Linked DNA regions of Mus musculus: region 2 is linked to region 1. Evidence: chromatin contacts called from public Hi-C data. All regions are on one chromosome and are shown on one strand. Each heading gives the region's core, a stretch centred on a gene start, on an enhancer-like site or on the middle of the called end of the contact. The rest is flanking DNA. Distances are from core to core; before and after follow the strand shown.

The links. Hi-C and Micro-C count contacts between places; a contact is called where the count stands out from the background.
Region 2: a contact with region 1 is called in a Hi-C map of cortical neurons, with 4 times the contacts expected there. The contact joins two enhancer-like sites. A contact is called at or near these places in 1 of 15 datasets of contacts at CTCF or cohesin (embryonic stem cells), 6 of 484 Hi-C or Micro-C datasets (cerebral cortex, cortical neurons and embryonic stem cells) and 1 of 115 datasets of contacts at active chromatin or transcription factors (embryonic stem cells).

The regions. Positions count from the first base shown.
Region 1 is chr13:56,802,243-56,809,295 of GRCm38.p6, forward strand. Trpc7 (transient receptor potential cation channel, subfamily C, member 7) reads right to left here. Exons shown (of 12, transcript NM_012035.3): 7 at 2,271-2,535. Among named protein-coding and RNA genes, the nearest start is that of Gm52066, 40 kb to the left of the region's middle. Within about 2 kb of position 3,804, at least 37 of the 459 cell types and tissues checked have an H3K27ac peak or open chromatin away from gene starts, as enhancers often do. A contact at or near this core is called in cortical neurons, where this site is marked.
Region 2 is chr13:57,013,311-57,020,363 of GRCm38.p6, forward strand. No RefSeq gene overlaps it. Among named protein-coding and RNA genes, the nearest start is that of Gm33140, 23 kb to the left of the region's middle. Within about 2 kb of position 3,826, at least 34 of the 459 cell types and tissues checked have an H3K27ac peak or open chromatin away from gene starts, as enhancers often do. A contact at or near this core is called in cortical neurons, where this site is marked.

The DNA.
Region 1 (7,053 bases), core at 2,554-5,053:
TGTGTGTGTGTGTGGGGGGTTCTTAGCCCTCTTGATCCCAGCTGCTGCCCTGGGTGGGTGGATACTCATTTTCCTAGAGTCTGACCAAAGCTTAATAGAGAAGTTCTCGACCTGATGGGTCTGGAGAATGTCTGAGACCGGAGACCTTGCACCAGGATACTTTGCACGAAACACTCAGCTGTGGTGGAGGATGAGGGACTTGTGAGCTTATAAGGTGGGCAGCCCCCTTCCCTCTTTGCAGACATGAACGAGAAGTCCTGGGCCGAAGCTTTGTCAGCAGAGACTGATCGCACTTAGAATTTCAGTTCTGTGGACAGACTGGAATGTTGCTGGTCCAAAGGCTGGCTACCTTACCTTGGACTTGTTCTAGCCCCCAGGAACAGCCATTCTTTGCCCATCCTTACATAAGGACTAACATCTCTTAAGACAATAGAAAAACCCTTTTAATATCTATTGACTTAGCAGCCTACTAGCCTCTGCCAACCCAGAGGCTAGACAGCATCCTCGCCCATAGAAAAGCTCACCCCATCTCACCAAACCTGCCTCTTTGATGTACCCACACCGATACACCTTAGACTTGTTTTGATCATTCTGCAAAACGATACAACGTCATGAAACTGCTTCTGTGTTGGAACACTGAGTTTGGGGTAACCTAAATCTGTGTTCCTGCGCCATGGTCACTGAAAATGGCTCCGGAAATCTACCTCTTATTCCCTTTAAGATGAGAGCTGTGGTTTTTGTGTTGACACCAAAGTGGACACACAAGCTCGGATATATCCAATGATGTGGCTAGTGGCTATCAGCTAGTAATGCCTGCCAGGGTGTAAACTTTGCCATATCTGTTTACTAGATTCAGTTCAGGTGATCTCTAGGAGACCTTGTTGTACCTCACGGGGGGGGGGGGGCGGGGGGGGGAGCGTTGGATCTTTTGCACACAGGTTGTATGAGACCTGTCTCTTTCTTCTTGGGCTGTGAAGTAGGGTATAGCATCACTGTGCTATGCTGCCTCTGGCTAGCTGGAGCCCCCTTAGCAGTAATTTGCTTCCCTTGCCTGGGCCTCTGACTCTGGTTGCAGAGACCCATGAAGCTGCAGAGCCTGCTTTGTGCTCAGCCAGGTGTAGATAGCACTCAGCCCAGGGCTTCCTTAGACTACAGGAGAGATAGTAACTGACCGCAGAGAGACAGCAGATGGGAGAGGTCTGACCGATCAGTTCTCTTTGTCTCAGGCTATCCTGAGGTGGGGCATTTCCATCTTGTCTCCTTGGAGAAGTCTGTTGTGCGCAGAGTGCACGTCAGGTAGGCAGCAGCCTCTGTTCACCTTCCCTGTCCCTCTTTTCCCTCTCAGCCTGCTTACTCTCCGCCCCCACCCCTCCTCTCATCTTTCTTCCCTGGATTATAGCTCTCTGGACCTAACGGCATGCATGTTGGCCTATGGGGTTTGTCAGGTTCTGTTCCTATGTAATCTAGGTGGAATGTATTGCTGTAATAATCATAATGGCCGCCCACCTTTTATTGTGTACTTTCTGGGTCACCCCATCTCGCACTATTGTCATGATGTCATTGTTACTCCTTGTGATGGTTTGAATGAAAAATGTCCCTTCAAAGGCTTAGCTGGTCACAGTTGGTGGCATTGTGTGAGGCAGTGCTGTAGGAAGGAAGCTACCTGCTGAAGGAAGTATATCACTGGGGGTGGGCTTTGAGAGTCCACAGCCCCACCCTCCTTCTAGTTTTCTCTTTTTCCACTTCCTGTTCGTGGTTGAAGATGTGATGTCTTAGTTTACTGATCCATCTGCCTGAAACCACGTTTCTCCTGCCATTATGGCCGCCCCTCCAACTTGAAACTGTAAACCCAAATAAACCCACTGTTTCTGCCTTAATTTGTTCTTGTTCCTGGTAGCTTATCACAGTAACAGAAAAGCAACGGATCCATCCCCATTTCAAAACTGCAGAAAGGGCTGGGTATGGGTGGCTTATGTTTTTTTAATGTCAGTACTCAGGAGGCAGAGGCAGGTAGATCTCTGAGTTCAAGGCTAACCTCATCTGCATCATCCTTTGCAGGCTAGCCTTAGCTACATAGTGGCAAAGTGGGGGATTTAAGTCCTTTGTTCTTCTAATGTCAGAACCTAAACCTTAAAACAATGAGAGCAAAACTCACACCAACCTCAAGGAGGCCTGAGTTCTGCAATGAACTGCCTGAAGGAGGTCCACAGGGACTCCCCAGATGCCCAGAGATGGCATCTGGGAGGGAGCAGCGTGCAGCGGGTACTCACGTGGTAAACGCTGGGTTGTACTTTGCACCTCGGTAGTAGGAGTACAGGTTGAACATTCCGATCATAAAGGCCACAAATACCATGATAAAAATGACCATGAACTTGAAGATGTCTTTCACAGTTCTTCCCAGGGAGATCTGCAAAGGTCCGAAGCTCTCATTGGCTGGCAGGATGTAGGCGATCCGGGAGAAGCTGAGGACAACCGCAATGGCGTACAGCCCTTCCGAGATGATCTGGGGGTCTGAAGGCCACCACTTATCCCTGGCTGAAAGGAAAGAATCTGTGTTACTTGTGTGTGTGTGTGTGTGTGTGTGTGTGTGTGTGTTACTTGTGTGTGTGTGTGTGTGGGGGGGAACCTGCTCTGGTAGGCATCTTTAAAGACTTGATTTTATTATTTTATGTCTGCATGGGTGCAGTGACCCAAGAAGGGTAGAGGGGCTTCAGAGCCCTTCAAGCAGGAGTTACAAGTGGTTGTGAGCCATCTGAAGGGGTGCTGGAACTTGGTCCTTTTGCAGAGCAGCAAGCGTTCTGTACTGCTGAGCAATCTCTCTGCCCGTTAGGCACAGGTAGCATTCTCGGTTGTCCTCTCTGCCTTTGGGTAATCCTAGCACACGAGATGCCATTCTTTTGGAATGAACTGTCTCTCCTGCTCAGAACTTAACTTCAGATCTGACTCATTCCCAGCCATCCTTCATGATTCAGTTTAGGAGTGATCTCTTTCCAGAAGCTGCCCTTAACTCCAGCAGTCTGGGTGGGGTTCCTGGTCTCCCGTGAGCTCCTGTGGTGTCCCGTGTATATCCATTCTGACAAAGGCTGCAGGGCTAACCATCACATTCCCCTCCTCCATGCACAGGAGCTGAGCCCCACACTGGGGAAGCATGAGGAGGCAGTAGAGACCAGCATGGGCTGGACTCAGTCAACTGGGTTTTCTGAGCCACACTGTCCCTGTGTGTGATCACGGCAGACAATCTCACTAGCCTTGAATGACTTTGACTGTTAAGCCACACATGCCAAGAGCTTGGGGCAGGGTCTGTGCAGAGCAGGCACGGATAAATGCCTGTGAAGTGGCTGAACAGACTTCGAACCACATGTTCAGATAGCCACAAGCCAGAACAAATCAGTTTCCGGGGACCAGGAATCTGAAGGGTCTGCCTGTGAACATAATCTTGCTCTGTCCCTCCCTTCACCCCAAAAGTATATGCTGGCAGCCTTTCTCACTGACTGAGTGAGGGTCTCAAAGGGGGTGACCAGCCACACAGCCTTGCCACAGCACTATTGGAGGGACAATGTTGGTGTTTACTGGTGAGTCCTGTGGCCCGAGCTGCCTTACAAGAATCGCTATAGCTGAGTGAGCCTCTACTGGGCCTTACCACAGGCCTACTGTCTAAGGAACAGCACTCAGCCTGGCTCCTAGGTGTCAGGACAAACAGTACGTCTCAGGCGAGGGCCGTTACCTCCCTCCTGGACAGTGCTGGTGCCTGCTTCTCAGTGTCTGGGCAAGAGTACTCCCCAGATGCTGAACATCCTCTATCGCCCCAGACTGCACCACGCGGTACAAACTGCCCTGCTGACAAAGCCAGCAGCATCCCCGTTGAGAACTGCTGAACGAAGCTTAAATGAAAAACATTGAGAAACTTAAATTAGCCCGCACACTAAATTAGCTGTGATTTTCACAACAGCCCCGTAGAGCAGGCATTACTGTTGCCATTTTAAAGATTGGATTTGGGGGTATGGGGCCCTTTTCTGAGCCAGTAAGTGCAAATAGAGAGCCTATTACAAGGCGATTCTTGGCACCCCACGGGAGATGGAGGGGGGAAGGAACTTTATTCTTTATTTTCAAAGCTAGGCTCTCTGTTAAATTAATTATAATAGAGAGAAACCTTTAGTAAGGGAAGCTGTGCCGACAGTTTAATGTAGCGCATTCCAAATTACATTTGGAATGCAATAACACAGATTTTAAGTTCTTACCAAAGTCAGAATTCAGAAACCCATGAAAGACAAAGTATGTATTTTCTAAAATACCTGCTGCTCTCTATGGATAAATAACACATACATTTCACATGAAATCATGAAATGTTTCTATTAAACAGGCACTAAAATGAGTTCCTGTCTTAATGTCACCTACAATTCTCCACCTTCCATCTCAGCTGTAACAGAAAAAGCTGCTCCGAGGTAGCTGTAGTTTCTGGAACTATGTTCCTGGAGGCCGAGGTTGGACTTCCGGTGCAGATGACTCTGCCTGAACCAGCTTGTCACAGCTGGGTGGGCATAAAACAAACGGCACTGCGTGATTCACACAAAGGGATGTTCATCTTGGAGCTGTTTCCATCAGAAAAGAAGTCTTTTCACACAACCTGAACCCACCTCTCTTCCAGCCTACGTTTTTGATACTGAACTGGTTGCACGGCTCGCCGGCAAGGCTCGCCACAAGAGGGCGCTCGGCCCCCATAGCTGGAGCTCATGCGCGCAGCAAGAGCTCCGGAACATTTCCAAGCGCCCAAGGTGAACCGGAAAAGGCAAGGACAGTATTGTGCTGTGGGCTGAGCTGGGACCGAATACAACTCACAGGGGAATAGAAGTCAACATAGAACAATGCTGCAGCCTGCATCGTGACATTAAGGAGAGTGCGCCCATCTTTCCACGAGACGCCAAAGCAGCATAGACCGGAAAACATACATGATTCAAGAAAACCCTGCATTTGTTAGCCAGCAAATGTTGGGAGCAAGGGGCAGGAAGCAGTGGTTGTGACAGGAGCTTGCTCATCTTTTACCACATTTGCGTTACGTGGACAGTTCGCTAAAGGTCATGGCCGTACCCCGCCATTCTGTGGTTAGAAGGGCCATTTGTTTTTATCTACCAGGAGGGACATTTGACATTCAACCCCTTTAAAATATGTGACAGTAATTAATACTTACTAAGCAGCAATCACCTCCGCCCCCTACCCCTAATCCCCCACTACCTCCACCCCTTCCACTTCGACCTCCATCCCCCTACCCCCAACTCCTCCACTACCTCTACCACCCCCCTCCACCCCATCCTTACCCCACCTCCTCCACCACCACCTCCACTACCACCTCCACCCCACCCCTAATTCCCAAACCTCCTCCCTCCTCCCCTCCCCTGCTCCCCCCCCCAAAATCTCCAAGCCTTCCCTCCTCACCCTGTTATCATTCTCTTTTACAACACGGGAGTACAGTGAATGAGGTTTTTAAAAAAAGAGGTAGTATTGATAATAACTGTTACCACCTAGTGAACTTTTACTATGATCATGGATAATGCACACATCTTCAATCTGCATCATTTTTATTTAACCCAAAACAAACCTTTTGACTTAAGAGTTTTTTTTTAAAAAACAAAACAAAAAAATGACTTAAGAGATTTTAATCCTCATCTTACACATGAGAAGTGGACACACAAAAGTTAACTAAACAAAAATAGAAAGTAAAGTATGGAGCTAGACTTGACTCCAGATCTCTCTAATTTTAAAGGTTTGGAACAAAATTAGCTAACTGGGGGCTGCAGAGATGGCTTGGTGGTTAAGAGCGCTGCTCTTCCAGAGGCCCCAGGTTCAATTCCCAGCCTTCACATGATGGCTCTGAACCTCTGCTAGGACCAGGTATGCATGTGGGTGCACAGACGTACATGTATGTAAACAGCCATACACAAAAATAAAAGAAAAATATAGGCTATGATTTTTCAATTAATTGAGGGCCAGGATTTTCTCTTATATAAAATAATATTGTGCTTCTGGTAACATCATAAGAGCCCTACTGGGGTAGGCTAGAGAGACAGACAAAGGAAGACAGAAAAAAGACAAAGGAAGGTAAAAGACCCCTTCCCTGTGGGGTCTAGTTAAACTCTGAGTCAAGAACCCCAGAACAATTAGCACAGGAGGAATGCCAACAGACGGCCATACGCCCGGAATCTGGTAGAAGGGACTGTGGGGAACACACATGACTTGACTCATTGGTATATCAAAAGACCTCCTGGACTTCTAGAACACTGTCAGTGCAGGCACTAAGATCAACCACAAATCAAAGGGACCTCACAGAGCTGAAAGCTTCCATATGGGAAAGGACACCATCATTTGGTCAAAGCAGGAAACTGCAGAGTGGGAAAATATCTTTACCAACTATGGATCTGATGGAGGGTTAATATCTACAATATATAAAGAACTCTAAGCAACCGGACATTAAAAAAACAAACATCCCAGTTAAAAATGGGGTACCTGACTATGTGGGGAGTTCTCAAAATAAGAAACACAAATGGCTGGGGACACCTAAACAAACAGCCAACATTTGCATCAGGGAAATGCAAATCAGAACCTCTCTGAGATTCCATTTCACACCTGTCAGAATGGCGAAAATCAATAAAATGAATGAGCCCTCACCCCTACCTCAGGAGCTATGGACAGTGGATGGCTTCTGTGAGGGGGGAGGGTCTATTTTCTTTAAGGATGTGGCTCCGGTAGGATGACCATGTTCCAGTGGATAATATATGGGCAACACAAACTGGAGCATATAGCTTAATTTGTTAAGAAAAGCAAAGGACACGAACTTGGGGTGAGGTTTGGGGAGGTAGGCATGGGTCTGAGAGGAGTTAGAGGGGGAGGCTTGGGGAGAATACGATCAAAAGGCGTTGTTAAAATTCTCAAATTGGTATTTTAAAAACCAGCCACAGAGGCTGCCTGCATTCTTTCTAAACAACCGATGCTACACCGGCAACGATGCCCGGGGCCTTTGGGTGCCGCCTTACTGCTTTACAGAGTATAAACCCGAACATT
Region 2 (7,053 bases), core at 2,576-5,075, 210 kb after region 1:
CCTTTCCCACCGAGGCCTGACCAGCCAGTCCAGTTAGGGGAAGAGGATACAAAGGCAGGCAACAGAGTCGGAAACAACACTACTCCAGTTGTTAGGGGACCTACATTTGCTCCAGATGTGTACAGGGCCTAGGTCCACCCCTGCATGCTCTTTGGTGGTTCAGCCTCCATGAGCACCATGGGCCCAGGTTAACCTGTAAGTCTTGTGCCTGACCCCTTCATCTCCTTCAATCCCATCCCCCACTCTTCCAGAAGACTCCCCAAACTCTGCCTAATGTTTGGCTGTGGGTCTCTGCATCTGCCTCCATCCACTGCTGGATGAAGCCTCTCAGAAGACAGTTATGCTAGGCTCCTGTCTGCAAGCACAGCAGAGGATCATTAATAGTGTCAGCAGTTAGCTCTCTCCCATGGGGTGGGTCTCAAGTTGGGCCAGTCATTGGTGAGCCATTCCCCCCGGTCTCTAATGGCCACACAATTATTAGATCTATTAACCGGGTGCTGTGTGATAATTGGATCGTGCATATGTAGTGTCATGACAAGATTAGAAAAATGGCGACTCCCATCACCTTAAGTAGCTATCTGTCCTTTTCCCACTTTAAATCTATCACTTCAAGTTTCAGATATTGAGTTGTAGTTCCTCATAAGCTTTAGATATAAACCTGTTATTAGATCAGTCTTCAATACAGCATGCTCTGGCTGATAGAGGCCAGGTTATTTTAATCTTTGCATCATCGTGTATTGATTTTAGGTGATAAAAATAACACGTCTCTTTCAGTTCTGAGTGTGTTCTACCTGCCTGTCTTTACTTTGCTCTAGTTAACAATTCTGTGTTGGTTTGTTGCACCGATAGAAGGCAGGTTAGACAGATCACTAGCTGATAGTTAAGATATCTGGGTTGTTTTTGTTGTTTTGAGACAATCTGTCCATGTTAGTCTTGCACTTGCTGTATAGCCTAGGCTAGCCTCCAATGGGCACAGTGATCTTCCTGCCTACTGGGCTTGCAGGCATGTATGCACCCCTGTTCCTGGCTACATGCATGTTCTGACCTTCATCAGGTTCTTGCTGTTGTTTCTTAAAAGTATCACACCTTCCCCTGTCTCATGGCCTCTGCACCTTTGCTCTCTCTGCACTACTTGGCCCAGGTATTTGTATAATAACATTTTCTTCGGTGTTAGCCATCCTGTTAATGCTGGCAGTCCAGCACCTGTCATTTCTCCCATTATGATTTGCTTTTCTCTGTAGTGTTTCTATAATCTTGGAATATTCCCTTTGTTTCTTTGCTCATCAGTGTCCCTTCGCTGATGTTAGTTCCATGGTTTAAAACGTGGTTGGCTTTTTATTCCCCATTATGTGGCAAGTATGCAGAGCTAGGCTGAGGCTACCATTCAGTTGACTGAATAGATTATAAATAGATAATTACAAATTATAAATAGATAATGTTATAGATATTATAAATAGATAATGTTACAGATAGAGAACCCCAATGACATTCGCATGTCTAAGGATGTATCATCTGCAGAGGGCATTTCCAGTGTCTCGTTGAGGGAGTGCCTACTATATCCAGGCTTCTGATATAAATTTATGGATTAGGCAGGTGGACCAGTGAGCATCATGAACACCACACTCATTGGGTCTTTAAAGGGGGAGAAGAGAGAAGGAAGAGCTAGTCAACAGGCACAGATGCACCAGAGCTCGCTCACATCTCACATGGGTTTGACGGCTGACTATTCTAGGTAGCTTATTATATCAAAGCTACAATGTCAAATGCAATTTGCAATTCTGCTTAGAAGATAAGAATCAAATTGTGAATGAATATAGCTCATCTTAGGGCCTCTGGTCAACTTCAGCTGGCTAGGTTTTTTTTTTGTTTTGTTTTGTTTTGTTTTTGTTTTGCTTTTTCACTTCAGCACTGGTCGCTCACACTGATAAGGGTGTTTGACCATGTGGTTTCTGAGTCTGGGTTATTCTAATCACATCTCCCAGCTGTAGGCATATTGGATTCATATATAATCCAGCAACCATTTACCGAGCGTGGAAAATAAAATTACAACTGCCATATCCTTCCCTTGTAGATTCAGGGACAAAACAGATACATCAGTCAAGCTTAGAACCAATTATCACCCAGGAGGGGGCAGGGAGGCAAGAAGTAAGAGGGCTTTTAATGAGGGGCTGGACGTGTTGTTGGGAGTGCCTGTTTATTGCAGAAACAGGAAACGTTCAGAGCTATTCGAGGCGTGTGCACGCCAGCCATGGGCAAGCTCCAGACATAGAAGTGAGGAGACACAGTTGGACGCTAACCGGAATCGGCCTTCACTATTTCACGGTACATTTTTAACACGAAGGAGATTGTAGCAACACTGAAAGCTTAGCTTTGGGACTTGGAACCTGGGCGTGTTTAAATAAAAGCATTCAAGTTTAGGACCAAGTTTAGGAAGCACAGGGTCTGAACGGGAAGGTTCAAGAACAGGGAGAAGCCATCGTGGCAAGGTATTAAGGTCACCCAGCAAATGCCCATTTAGGAGAAAGAAATTTGAGATTAGTCTAGGAAAATGGATGGATAGAGTGGGTCTGGCTGGAGTCTGGGTTTGGTACTTGCTCTAACGGTTCATGCGGATACCAGCTGGTCCGTGTTTAAGGTAGGACACCACTTCTTGTCTCTTGGGCGTGTGATTCTTACTGACCCCTGAACACAAGGGAACATGAAAAATGACAGGCAGCAGGACTGTGGCCCATATTTATGGCATAAACGTGAGCCGGTGAGGCGACATGTGTTTTGGCATGACATTCATACCAGGAGATTTTACCATGAAGCTCTCCACGTATGTCTGTCTCCGTACTGCCTCCATGCACGTGAATGGAATGGAGGAAATTCCATTCTCAGTGGCTGGGCACATGCCTTAGCCAACCACAGAGAGTCCCAGGAACCCAGTTACTCCTTCTGTAATGCTCATCAGAAGGACCAGGCTCTGGGCTTGCACGTGGACAAGCTTTACCCCATATTGATGATGCTTCTGTATCTCTGCATATGGGCCTTATGCTTACTCTGTCATAGATTCCCCCATGCCATTTTATACAAACCCGAATCTAAGAACCATTGGCTGAGTGCCTTACCTAAGATTAAAATACAAGAGCAGACGGGGTGGGAAACTAGGAAGCTGTTGTTTGGAAGCCAGAGATTGCATCCTGGCTCTGTACCTTTCCCAACCTGAGGCGTGTATTGCTTAGGTCAGCCTGGTTCAACGTATGTATTTCTCCTGTCTCGGTTGGATGACAGCCACCCTACTGTGGCTACCTCACAACTCAGATTGCACTGAAAACTGAATTGAGTCTGTGCCAATGAAAACATTGTTACAGATTCATGAGTGCTAGGAGGTGGGCTCAGCCCCTCGTGACATCAGCTTGGGCTGACTTGAAATAATTTATCCTGAGCCTAGGAGAGCCGGCTTAGTCTTATCAATGCTAATTTCATTTGACTCTTTTAATAAACAATTAGAAAACGTTTTAGGGATTACTCGAGTCTAGAGATGGCTTAATGGCTAAAGCCCATCAGGTTTAAGCTGCTGAGCAGGCAGAGCAGGCATATCTTTGTTTCTTCTTGAGAACATGAATTTCTGGCAGAAGCCAGGAAGAAAGAAGTTATTAGATACTCAGTAGAGGATGCACGGAGACTCCTCAGCCCTCTCCTGCGCCTGGGAAGACAGGGCATTTCCTGAGTGCTCGCTGGTGCTGAGCTCGCTGATGGCAATCATCTCCGGAGAGGAGGCTTTTCAGCCCACTCTCCCATGCAGAGTGGAAGCAGAGAGCTACACTGTTGCTTTGTCCCAGTGCCTCATCTCCTCAGTGAGGGGGGCGGGCTGTGACCCAGGCTCCTTCCCACACCCAGAGCCCTTGCCCAGGACTCTGTATGAAGCAGATGTCATTGTCTCTGGTACTTGGGTGGTGGAAGTGAAAATACCCAGCATTCATCAGTTTTGTTTTTAAATGTTATCATTTATTTTATTTTATAAATTCTGTTATTTAAAAAAAAACAACTCACGAATAGATTAAAAAATATCACTTCTACAACCAGAAAAACAGCTGTGCTGTTTGAGTTTCATCACCCCAAAATCTAGCCATTCTACCTAAGAGAAGCAGAAAATTGGAAAAAAAAATTCCAAGGCCTTTCCTATATGCCACCTTCTGACTTCACATTGAAAACCACCACTACCACCTCACTGCAGAGTGACTGTTGCACAGCTGTGCTTAGACGCCAGCTGAAGGGGTGGAAGGAAATAGCTTCGAGCTTCCAGGTTTGCTAATGTCACTGGGATCTAGTTACAAATCTAAGGATGAGGACAGAGAGGCACATTCACCGCTGCCAAGTCTTTCTTGTAATTATGAGGCTTTTAAAAACAGCCACGCTGTGCCTCTTAAAATGCCACCCTTGATTTGCTCATCACTATAACCCAAAATAAATCCTGGAGGGAGGCTCGCCAGAGGAAACTGTCTACAGTCATTAGCACCCACCCCCTTCGGTCTACAGTTTACAATCTCAGTGTGCTGAGTCATGGATCAATGTGCTGAGTCACGGTTCGCTGTGCTGAGTCATGGCTGTGTACCTGAAGATCTGACTGACCCGCTGTGATGCTCTGTACCTAATGTGTATCTGGGGGAGAGAGGCCAGGTTATAATCCATGCTCCCCTCATGCTAACCGCTACAGTGTAACTGATGAACTGCAACCCTGCCTCACAACTGTCTGATGGGCTTGGGGCTTGTAGCATCATCTTCCCACCAGAATCTCAGTGTTTGAAGTCAAGCAAAGCAAAGCTGGTCCAACCCCAGGCTACTGAGCTGAGAACAACACATTGTCATGCAAATGGGCATGGGTAGAGGACCAACACAGACACTGTCTCTGTGTTCTTTCTCCGCCTCTCTTCTTCCTTTCCTTCTCTCTCTCTCTCTCTCTCTCTCTCTCTCTCTCTCCTTTCCCTCCTTCTCTCTCTCTTCTCTCTCTCTCTCCTTTCCCTCCTTCTCTCTCTCTTCTCTCTCTCTCTCCTTTCCCTCCTTCTCTCTCTCTTCTCTCTCTCTCTCTCCTTTCCCTCCTTCTCTCTCTCTTCTCTCTCTCTCTCTCTCTCTCTCTCTCTCTCTCTCTCTCTCCTTTCCCTCCTTCTCTTTCTTCTCTCTCTCTCTCTCTCTCCCCCCCTTTCCCCCTAACTTTTCTAGCAAAGGAGAAAAGGCACGATGTGGGGAGAAGCAAGAGGGTAATATGGTAGAGACCAAACATAGCTATAAAAATGAACAAGCCAGAGTATAAAAATAAACAAGTCAGAGTAAGTAATAAATGAAAAAGAATCCGAGTTCGTCCTGTTACTTTGAAAAAGGACACCACAGTCTGGTTACTCTCTTCTGCATTAGCTGTGTGCCCAGAGTAGGGCATGCTATAGTTGTTCCTCGGGCTAGGAGGAGGTCGCAGGGCTCTAGAGTGGGGCCCCTGTGCTGGAAGCCTGCATCGGTGAACTCTGACTAAAGTACCGCTGTCCCTGGGTGGGTAGCCACAAACCCTCCTGGTTCATGTGCTTCTAGCATCTTTAGGCTGATGTCCCAAGTCCCTGTGCTGCTGGAGAGCATGCAATGGGACAAGCTGGGACTGTTATAAATCCAGTCCTAAGTTTCAATTGGACCCTCAGTGTGGACGGACCCTGGCTCAGCTAGTTCTTGATGTTTTCAGGACCCCCCAGGTTTCCCTTGTATGCTGTTGTCCTCAGTGATAACTTACTCCCAGAGAGAAGCAGGAGGCCGAGGAGTGAGTTTGTATTCTTCAAGCTTTGTTTCCTTATTTCCTCTAAGCACACTTACACACAGGGGCTTCCCTTCTGAGAATAGTGGAAGTTAAGGGGTTGGGCTCCACCCTCTGTCCTCTTCAAGGCCTGTCCCCTGGGGACCCTTGGCAACAAGTGGCAGGTGAACACGGTCTGGTGTCTCCCACCTCATACTATTCTCCCTGGATATTCTTCAGCTCTGTCTTAGTCACGGTTTCTATTCCTGTACAAACATCATCACCAAGAAGCAAGTTGGGGAGGAAAGGGTTTATTCGGCTTACACTTCCTCACTGCTGTTCATCACCAAGGAAGTCAGGACTGGAACTCAAGCAGGTCAGAAAGCAGAAGCTGATGCAGAGGCCATGGAGGGATGGATGTTCTTTACTGGCTTGCTTCCCCTGGCTTGCTCAGCCTGCTCTCTTATAGAACCCAAGACTACCAGCCCAGAGATGGTACCACCCACAAGGGGCCCTCCCCCTTGATCACTAATTGAGAAAATGTCTTACAACTGGATCTCATGGAGGCACTTCCTCAACTGAAGCTCCTTTCTCTGTGATAACTCCAGCCTGTGTCAAGTTGACACAAAACTAGCCAGTACAAGCTCATATTGCTTCCCCTTTTGGGGAGTCTGGGGCTTGAGACAAGGTTTCTCAGTGTAGCTCTGGCTGTCTTGGTACAGAGTGTAGACCAGGCTTACTTCAAACTCAGGGGTCTGCCTGTATCTGCCTCCTGAGTGCTGGGATTAAAGGCATAGCGCCACAATCCAAGTGATAGCTGGTGAGTTTTCTCTACCCATTAAGTTAAAGCATTAATATGTGGTACAGAGCTTTCTGGGGCACAGTGTAACACTGTAGCATGTGTAGCATGCACAAGTGAAGCCATTGAGTTAACTGTATCATTTCCTCCTCATCTTTCCTAGTTGGAGTCTTCGGTCTCCTCTCTCCCAGCTCTGCATCAGTGTGGAGCACTGTGTTATTTTTTAATATATTTGTATTTAAATTAAAAATATTTTATCATGAAATATTATATTAATAATTTAAAATATTTTATTATGAAATATTATATTAATATTTGTTATAAAATATTTTTAAAATTAAATTTAAAATATTTAATATATTTTTAACATAATAGTATGTCATTGCCACCTCCGCTATGCCATGAGAATTTACTCCTTCTGAATTGGTGTGTTCTGGGCAATGGTTTTTGTTGTGATAGCTAATACAAGCTGGACTTCAAGAGAATACCTTTCAGTCCT